Regions from separate parts of the Zea mays genome. Here region 2 is linked to region 1. Evidence: chromatin contacts called from public Hi-C data. All regions are on one chromosome and are shown on one strand. Each heading gives the region's core, a stretch centred on a gene start, on an enhancer-like site or on the middle of the called end of the contact. The rest is flanking DNA. Distances are from core to core; before and after follow the strand shown. Region 1 holds the start of LOC118476306. Region 2 holds the start of LOC100278360.

Evidence for each region. A called contact is a pair of places that touch in the nucleus more often than the background predicts.
Region 2: a contact with region 1 is called in a Hi-C map of bundle sheath, with 2.9 times the contacts expected there. The contact joins the promoter of LOC100278360 here to the promoter of LOC118476306 in region 1. A contact is called at or near these places in 4 of 25 Hi-C or Micro-C datasets (bundle sheath, ear, leaf and 1 more).

The regions. Positions count from the first base shown.
Region 1 is chr2:44,844,230-44,848,717 of Zm-B73-REFERENCE-NAM-5.0, reverse strand. It overlaps LOC118476306, which reads left to right and starts at 2,466. Exons shown (of 2, transcript XM_035965263.1): 1 at 2,466-3,540; 2 at 3,791-4,076. The coding sequence starts at 3,196. The coding sequence ends at 3,841.
Region 2 is chr2:44,991,395-44,995,882 of Zm-B73-REFERENCE-NAM-5.0, reverse strand. LOC100278360 reads right to left here and starts at 2,731. Exons shown (of 5, transcript NM_001151661.2): 1 at 2,457-2,731; 2 at 2,291-2,374; 3 at 2,016-2,067; 4 at 725-881; 5 at 1-141. The coding sequence starts at 2,606. The coding sequence ends at 120.

The DNA of each region.
Region 1 (4,488 bases), core at 1,217-3,716:
TTTTGCAGCAGAAATCTTATTACCAAATTTTACAAGTTACAAAATTTTATATTATTTTATCGGAGTGATTACAATAGTGATTCAAAGATATAAACTTTGAAATGTTATAAATTATTTATAAGTTTGAAATAAATGCTAGCTCAAGTGACTATCCTCAATAAGAAATATAGAAGAGTTAGACTTATAAGAAGGCCGAGCCCACCGACACTTAACACCATCAACAGCAACACAAAGTTATAACCTGAAAATCAACAGGGAATAAAACCCTGAGTATGCAATTACTCAGCAAGACTTACCCGACTAAAGAAAAGACTCTCAAGGGTATGCTGGCTAGAGGGAGTCAAGGTAAGGCTAAGCAATAATCAAGGACTCATTTTGCAGAAGAGCTTACTAGTAGTGAATCCTTATGCCAAAATTTTATTTCACAAGTTAAGTACTTTTCCTGAATCTAGATTTGCCTAATCTAGAGCATCCACTTGTCCTAGTCTAGCTTTCTTTTAGCCAATTCATATTTCACTTGTCAACTACGATGAGTGGTTGGAGGGTAGAATCTCCATGACCAAGGAGCAACGACGATTCGAACCGATTATACCCAGCTGGGGATCCCTAACCACATGACATATGTAGCACTTAACCCTTGCATATGTCAACCGTTCCCACAGATCCTCCACAATATGAACCGGTCTGCGCTACCTGGGAGCATAGTACTCCTCCATCCAACCTCTAGCCAGGAGGGTACACGCTACTCCCACCATCTCCCACGCCCAGTACGCGGTTGTCTTTTCACGTATGGAATAGCCGGGTTCAGGCTTACTGGAGCATGTGGATAGTTGCAAAGTCTCCACCACAACAGGCCTACATCGAACGGTCCTTAATCGACACAGACAGGCGACCATGTCCGCTCAGCGTCTGGTCTAGATGTATTCAAACCATTTTCCCATTTTAGGTACCCGACAGGGGTACTCTTTTCTGAATGATGAACCCACTCCGACCGAAGTGGAATCATCACCATAAGTTTGCTTTGATTTTTGAAACGAAAGGACCATAACCAATGTTCCACAATCATTCTTTTTGAAAACAAATGATTTTTCAGTTTCTAAGCAGGGCTAAGCATTATCAGTTCTTTTTATAAAACCAGGATTAAGGAGTTTCCAAGGAATGGTAATGCATCAATTGTTTATCACACAACTCCTATCACCTAATGCATCAGATAAGGTGAAAAAGCATTTAAAACACAAGGAAGGGGCAAATGCAGCAGAGCTTGCCTGGAAGAAACACTAGGTTAGTGTTTGTTAGACGTCGATCACTTGACGATCAGCCTTTGTTCTGATACTTGCTTCGTCTGTCCATCTTCAGGTTGGTCCGACTGACGACGTCGTCTTGCGGAGATGTCCAATCTCTGCATTATCCTGAGGTCGACTTGGGGTCGTCTTCCGTGTCACGTGATCAACTAGCGTACCTCATGAAATGCACGGTCCACATGCATGAGCATGAGTATAAATAGTATAAGATGATAATCTACACTAAAAAGGATGCAACACTTATAACAAAGCATTTAGCAGATACTTGCTAGTGATATATGACTAATTATAATAATTACGCTTTTCCAGCCTATTCAAAGGTAGCTCATATATCGCAAAACAATAATATATATATATATTCACGCTCTATTTTCCTTTATAATTTATTAACACAATCATATTACTACATATATTTTTACCAAACATATTTTATACAATATACCATCACACCAATCAATAGATAAGAAAATCATCGATCATATCCTAATCAACCTATCATACATGCTAACTATCAAGGATAGCCAAAAAGCTCATCATAGTTAAACTAAACTGCGGATACGCTGATGATTCTAATTTAACCATTTTGGGTAACAACAAACACGTACATATGACAGGTACCCGGGTAACAAATACAAAATACGACGACTAGTATGGCAAGATATCACTTCACTACTTAAATATATTAATACGACCCATAACAACAGGAGTAATCGGCTAATCACTTGGTATACCAATTTTATTCTTCACAATATTTACTAAACCATACCCCGTATATATGAAGCAGTTTAACCAATATCTAACACCGCCACTATGGTTATACGGCAAACAAGATGATCAAATCAACGTACTTAGCCAATCCATCTAATGGCTCTGCTAACAGAGGTAGCTAATATAGTTTACTAATACTCAACTCGACCATTTCATCGAACAACCAAGAAGCATCGCGCTGGCTTCGGCTTCAGCATCAAATCTCCCTCCACGATTGCACACAAAAACACACAAAAGAAACAAACATAGCGCTAAATAACGTGGATCGCCATCAAAATTAGTTACCACGAAGCTGTGTGAACTTGCGAAGATCTCCCGCTATACGCAGATCATCAGCAGCGCGTCACGACGAACTCCAAGAACCACGATGGCGATGACGCAGAGTACGGAGACACGCTATACAGATTTGAAGCTGCTGGCCACGGTGAAGTTAAAGCCGGACGAGGAGCCGATGGCGTTGCGGCATGAAGGTGAGGCCGAGGGCGAGTGGCCGGACCACCTGCGCGAGCTGAGGGGCGCGGTGACCATCAGAGGACCTCGACAACGATGGAAGGGACACAGATGGCGATGTCGTGGATGTGGACACGATTGCCACACCCCACCGAGGACAAAGAAACTAAAGCAACAATAGCACAACGACTTCGACAACCAGAGCTCGGTGAACGCAACCATGGACGCGTGCTACCGCATGGGATCGGGCTGGGCGAGTTCGACGGCCACGGGAGAGCGCAGAGGCGAGCCAGAGAGATCAGCGTGCAAGAAGTCGACGCGCGCAGCAGACGAGCAGCAGGCGCGGATAGGCGGAGATGGGCGTCGAATTGGACAGAGCCGAGCAGGTGAAGCGGCGCGCGGCATGGGCGAGCAGGACGGTCGGCCGAGCTAGGACCGGCACCGAGGCTGGGCAAAATCCGAGCTGGAGCTCGCGGCATAGGAGCAGTGGCATGACGAGATCCAGACTCAGGTGGCACCGACGAGCTCCAAAACGGGGAGAGGCAAGCACCAGGGAGCAGCTCAGCAGCCATGGGAGACAGGGACCAGCTCGGCTGGTGTGGCGTAGGAAGCAGGCGCGCGCTCGAGCAGAGAGCCAGAGAGCCCAGCGCAGCGCAGGAGCTTGAGGGGTGTGGCCATGGCAAGGGAGCTCCGGCGCAGGGAGCAGGGCGCGAGCTGGCCAGGGACTCGGGAGAGGGGCGCACAGGCACCTGGGCACGCGGCACGGAGGGAGATGGGCACGTGCACAGAGCACGGCGCGCGACGCAGGGAGGAGCGCGCGACAGCGGGGAGAAACTCCGGGAGAGAGAGAAGCTGCTGGGCAGAGGGAGCTATGGAAGGGCCGTGGCGCGGAAGAATCTGGAGCAACGCGCGGCAGAGATCGAGCTCCACTGAGTGCGAGCTCGGAGGGAGGTCCTGGCGCGGAGGAAGAGAAGCCGACGAGCAGGAAGCCAAGCGCCAGAGGAGATGGCTAGGGAAGAAGGTAAGTCTTCACGGGGAATTTTTAAGCTGTTTGGTGTCACGAATAATCTAGTCTATCGTCTTCTCACTCCTCATTTTTATTGGTTTGTGGAATACATTGAGTTGATCCATCATCACCTCATTTCTTATAGTTATTTAGTTAGTACTAATATGAGAAATAAGGTTATCCCACCAAATTTAAAGAATGGACCCATAATACACCACCACATTTTGGATGAAGTGATTCCTCAAATCAAACACCCCATTTACAGGCCCAGAGCGGCGGCAGATTTTTCAACCACACACAGCGGCCGGATGGATAGGATTGGCTGGATAAAAATCAAAGGGAAGAAAAGGATAACGACGGCTGCAGATTTTTTTTTATTTCTTCTCTTTTTTTACCAAAAAATCGCAGATATTTTGGTTCCAGATTTTTAGTGATAAAGTGGGTTAGATCATAATAATATGGGTCAACGGTACTTGCAAAATGGTTTGAGTTAGTGAATACTTTGAAATCAGATGAATCTGTATTATTAATTTACTTTTTGAAGATTTAGATCGAGGTGAAAAGCAACGGACTGGATTAAACGGATTTCGACTTTGGTATTTCAATCTGCATTTGATTCAGTTGGTTTTAGATGAATTATGTTCGCTATTCGAACACTCGGTTAGAGAACAATTTAATTAAAAATCCATAGACGCAATGTCACGGATGACAAAAGGGAATTAAATTATTTTACACTGAAAGCTTAGTCGTCGAGTTCCAACTAATTTGCCCGGAATAAAAATCGTAAGAATAGATCGAGCTTCCAAATTCGTATTCGCGCGAGCGATGAATTTAAATAATCACCAGACTCACCGATTTTCGGAACAACTATGTTCTGAACATCACAAAAATTTAGGAAGAGCCCGGATAGATAAAAATGATGTTGAACTCATGACAGACAAAACAACTGCGATATTAAAATCA
Region 2 (4,488 bases), core at 1,482-3,981, 150 kb before region 1:
AATCAGATGATTCCTATGGCTGATAGGTACATCTCTTCTGAGTCCGCAACTTTGTCCTCAAATTAGACGTGATGTTACATCTTTGACATATACTACCAAAGATGGCAATAAAACCTTCATCAATCGTCATCCTTGAACTCCCTGATTAGCCAATCCAAAGCAAATAACCATTAGATATCTCCTTCTGACAAATTTTTTATCCTGCCTACATTTATTTTGAACGTTGTTTGGCCAAAACATTGACGAAATGAAAGGAAAATATACAGGACCTTTCTCTTCTCATGGAGAAGTGTCACAGGTAGGGCTGACAATGAGCTATAAATTTTGCATTATAAGATTTAAGGATCGAATCGGGTTAGGATCGGACTCTATTTCTAGTCATTTTTGAACTATAATTTATTTAGGGTCTTGACATTTTGTGAAGAACCATTTGGATCACGATCCATTACCACCCCTAGTCACAGTGAAAAGTCCCCTACATGACAGGTTCCTAAATCATTCACTTCAACAATATGAACCATCTGTGTTACGCAAATTTGCCTCTACACAAAGGACCTCATGCATGAATGAGATTCACCTAATTAATATAGATATACTTTAAGCACAGGTCCATTTTCGAAGTTCAATTAATATAGATAATGTTGCTCAGAAGTTGTTAATGTATGTCAGGCAAAAAGGTAACACGGACGCTTACATGCAAAAGTTTCAGATAAAAGCATATTACCTGCGGTCAAGATAGCGTGGTTGGATTCCGGTGCCTTGGCATGTAGTGCATGTCAAAGAGCCGATGCCCTCGCAGTTGACACACTGCGATTCTTCAGTCTCGCCTGCACCAAGTACTACAGTAACAATGCCCTTTCCACTGCAAAACCTGCATACCTCTGGAAAATCAACAGATTCAGTTCAATATTCAGAACCATTGGACACTGTTTAGAGAAGAAAAAGAGAAGATGCATAGTTACAAGGCAGTACTGTATGCATTTTGTGCAACATACCACCATGCCCAGCCCATTATCTATTTCCATCATGGCTAGTTGTCTAATTCGCAGAAGCACATAGCTTGCAAGTCCTTTTGGTTCAAGGCTCTTATTAATATTGTGTTTTAAACAGGTGAATGTTTGTCATTTCCCGGGAAATTCAATGACAGCTTTGCTACCAGAGTACCAACTTAATTATTGCAGAATAAGTGAACAATAGATATCTGTTTTTTCCCTTGATGCCATCATATTTAAGTATAGATGTGGCCATGAAAGGTAGAGGTGCAGGGACACATTGCATGGTTGCAGTAGCAAACATTACTAAATTTTTGTTCCTATTTTCAGACCCTGCAGATGTCACATAATTTTTCACCCTAGTCCTCTTCCTACTGTTTTGCAAAATATTAAAAGGTCAACAAAATAAAATAGTACATGGGCAGAACTAAGGGTATGTTTGTTTTTCTCCTAGATTATTTAAGTTGGATTATGATGGAATGGTAGGAGGGTAAATTACCACTTTGGTATCACAAATACTAGCTTATTTCAGCTTATTTGTGGTTCCAAAGTGGTATTTTACACTTTTACCCTTCCATCATAATTCAATTTATATAATATAGAAGGGAAACAAATACACTCTAAGATGCTTCTTTGATTAAAAGGGAGCTTGGATATAACCATGGTTTTTTCGTTTTAACGAGTCAGTCCCATTACCAGATTTTGTGTGTTTCACTCAGCCATGTGGTTGTCCAACCAATGTTGTATGAGCTAGGGCTAGTTAGAAGCACTGCTTGCACAGCAGTTGTTGCCAGTTACTAGTTGGGCTTAGAATTAGCTCAAATTAACTAAGATTGGCTACCTAGTTATCTAACAACTAGTTAAAGGCATGGCTAAAAAACAGCTCTTTTGTTTAAATGCATTAGAGCTAATTTTAGCTAGTTTTTAGGTAGCTATCAATTAGCTCTTCTATTCAAACAGACCCTTAAATGCGAATTGGAATAAAGGAGATAAGGCTATGTAAGGAGCAGGATCATCACATACGCGCGCCAGAACCACTGCAGGGGAAGCATGGCTGTGTATTATCCCTCTTGGCCTGCATGGAAAAAAATATATTGCAACCTTTTTTATGACTTAAAACAGTAATAAATACTCGTACAGAACAGTGGCAAATTCACCCAAGATTGGATCTTCCAGTCTCAGTAAACAATGTTCTTAGCTGCTAACTCCCAGCCTAATTAACACGACTTGGACGGCAACAGGCTGTGCAGTGAAGAGCGAACGGGTCGCAACAAACTTAAAAAGTGGCGAATACTCACGGCATTGTCGATTTGAGTCTCGTAGAACACAGGGACACCTATTCCCACGGCGATGCTGACGACGCCCACCGAAATGGCCACAATCTAGAAGCACCGGGAAATCAAATGACTCCGCCGAGAATCAAGCAAGGGCAGGGCACGGTCGGTTTGGGCACCCGTAGCGTACCGTGTTCTGGTCGAGGTCAATGGCCCGGATGCGAGGGTACCGCGCTCCGGCCCTTCGCCGTCGGGGCAGCGCCGCCATGTAGGGCGAGGAAGGGGTGGGAGAGAGGAAGCGGGAGTGGAGCGTTGTGAGCGACGAGGAGGAAGTGGCCATGGCTGCGTGTCCTCCCTACGTCACGCGTTGGCTGCGGACCGGGTCTCCGGCGGGCGGGCGGGCGCGGCGGTGGCCTGACCGGCAACCTCCTCCGCGTCGTTTCGCGAGGAGGAAGAGCGAGGGAGGACTGGAGGAGGAGGAGAGGGTAGAGACAGCCGGGGGGGGGGGGGGGGGGGTCACCATGTGGATGTGGTATTGTGCGGAGACGTGGCGCGACCAGGTGCCAGCGTTCGGATGGGTGCCTCGTGATCGGGCGGGCCACCGGGGGCCGGCCGGGCCTCGGGACGAAGAAAAGAGTGGATGTGGAAGAACGCCGGAATTTGAGAGGCTGCGGAACTCCCAGAGCGGATAATATCCATATCCCAGGAGACCAAGGCTGGCCACGAGTGCCTGCTCTCCCGATCGTCTTTTTTTATCGGCAGGTGGTAGTCGCCAAAAACAAGGTCTCGCCATACAAGAGCGAAGCCGATCGTTAACTCTGCTGTTCATCTGATAACCATTGTCGCCACTTTGCTTTCTGAAAGAATGAATGAATGCCAACGGATTGACAGCCTCACATACCTGTTCGCTGAAGCTAGTGCACAGCCATCTGCTGCTTCTTATACAGTAAACCGTGCGAGGATTCTTCTAAGAGCAAACGAACAGGCTTATATGGCAGTGTACAATGCATGTCTACAGATGAACTTGCCAAGATTACTTTTACTTTTAGCCAGCAAGGGGAAGCAGCCGAAAATGGCAGTCGTGCTTTCAGATTCAGATATGCAAAGGTCGTCTCCGTGTACTACACGATTTCTCCAGCCCCATTATTGCACCACTAGCGGTAAGCGCGCGCCCTCGCGCGGGTCTGTAAATATGGACTAAAAGTGATACAGGTAGAAGACATATGTTTGATTTAGGAAAATAGAACACCTGTGGGGTCTAGATGGGTTCTGAGTGTACATAAGCAACTTATGCTGTTGCTATGATGAAGTCTTGCGGCTGTTGCCCTTTGTTTGCTTCTTGATCAGAAAAATTATACTCACTTCATTCTAAATTAAAATTCGTTTTAGTTAATTAATAGGTTCATACAATATTTGATATATGTGTTTTATATGTGTCTAAATTTATCTCCATCTATTTGAATATAGACATAAAAACTAAGAGTTAAAACAACTACTATATTAAAACAGAGCGAACATATCAATTTGTTTTGCAATGTATGCAGTGGCCGTAGAACTCTTATATCAGGACTAGTTAGGTGCCCGTGCGTTGCGACGGCACACAAATATTCAACAAAATGTGAGCGCACACCAATTACATAAAAAAGAACACATATATTATCAATGAAGTTTTCTTTAGAATCTGGTACATTGGAGCACCAAATTACACAAAGGTACATGATAAGAATATGTCTAAGTTTGTGTTATTTACTCATTTGTCCTCGATTCACCATATCAACTAATTATGGACAGAAAACAAAGCAACCAATCATAAATCCATACATGGCAACAGACCTTGCACGCTTTCGATAAGTTAGAAGTATGTGGCCAACATCATCGGTCTTAACTTTAGCCTCGTCCTTTGGAGTGACATAAGATTTATACTTTAAATTTGCAAATGCTACATGCCTAGAAAGAAGAATACAATGATATTATTATTGCGTACTTACAGCTAAAACTGAAGTGGGAAAAATATTATATATTTAGAAATGGCAGCTAAGCTTACATCTCCTTTGACCTCCACGTACTCTCTCTTAACCGTTTTGTAGAAATGACGGGCTTCCGATTTTATGATAGCCAGACATGACAATAGCTTGTATATCCTGCTTGGGAAGCAAGCTGTAGAGGTGAAGCACTCAACTAAAATCTAGTTTAGCGGTTTAGCCAGAAGATATACTATGCTT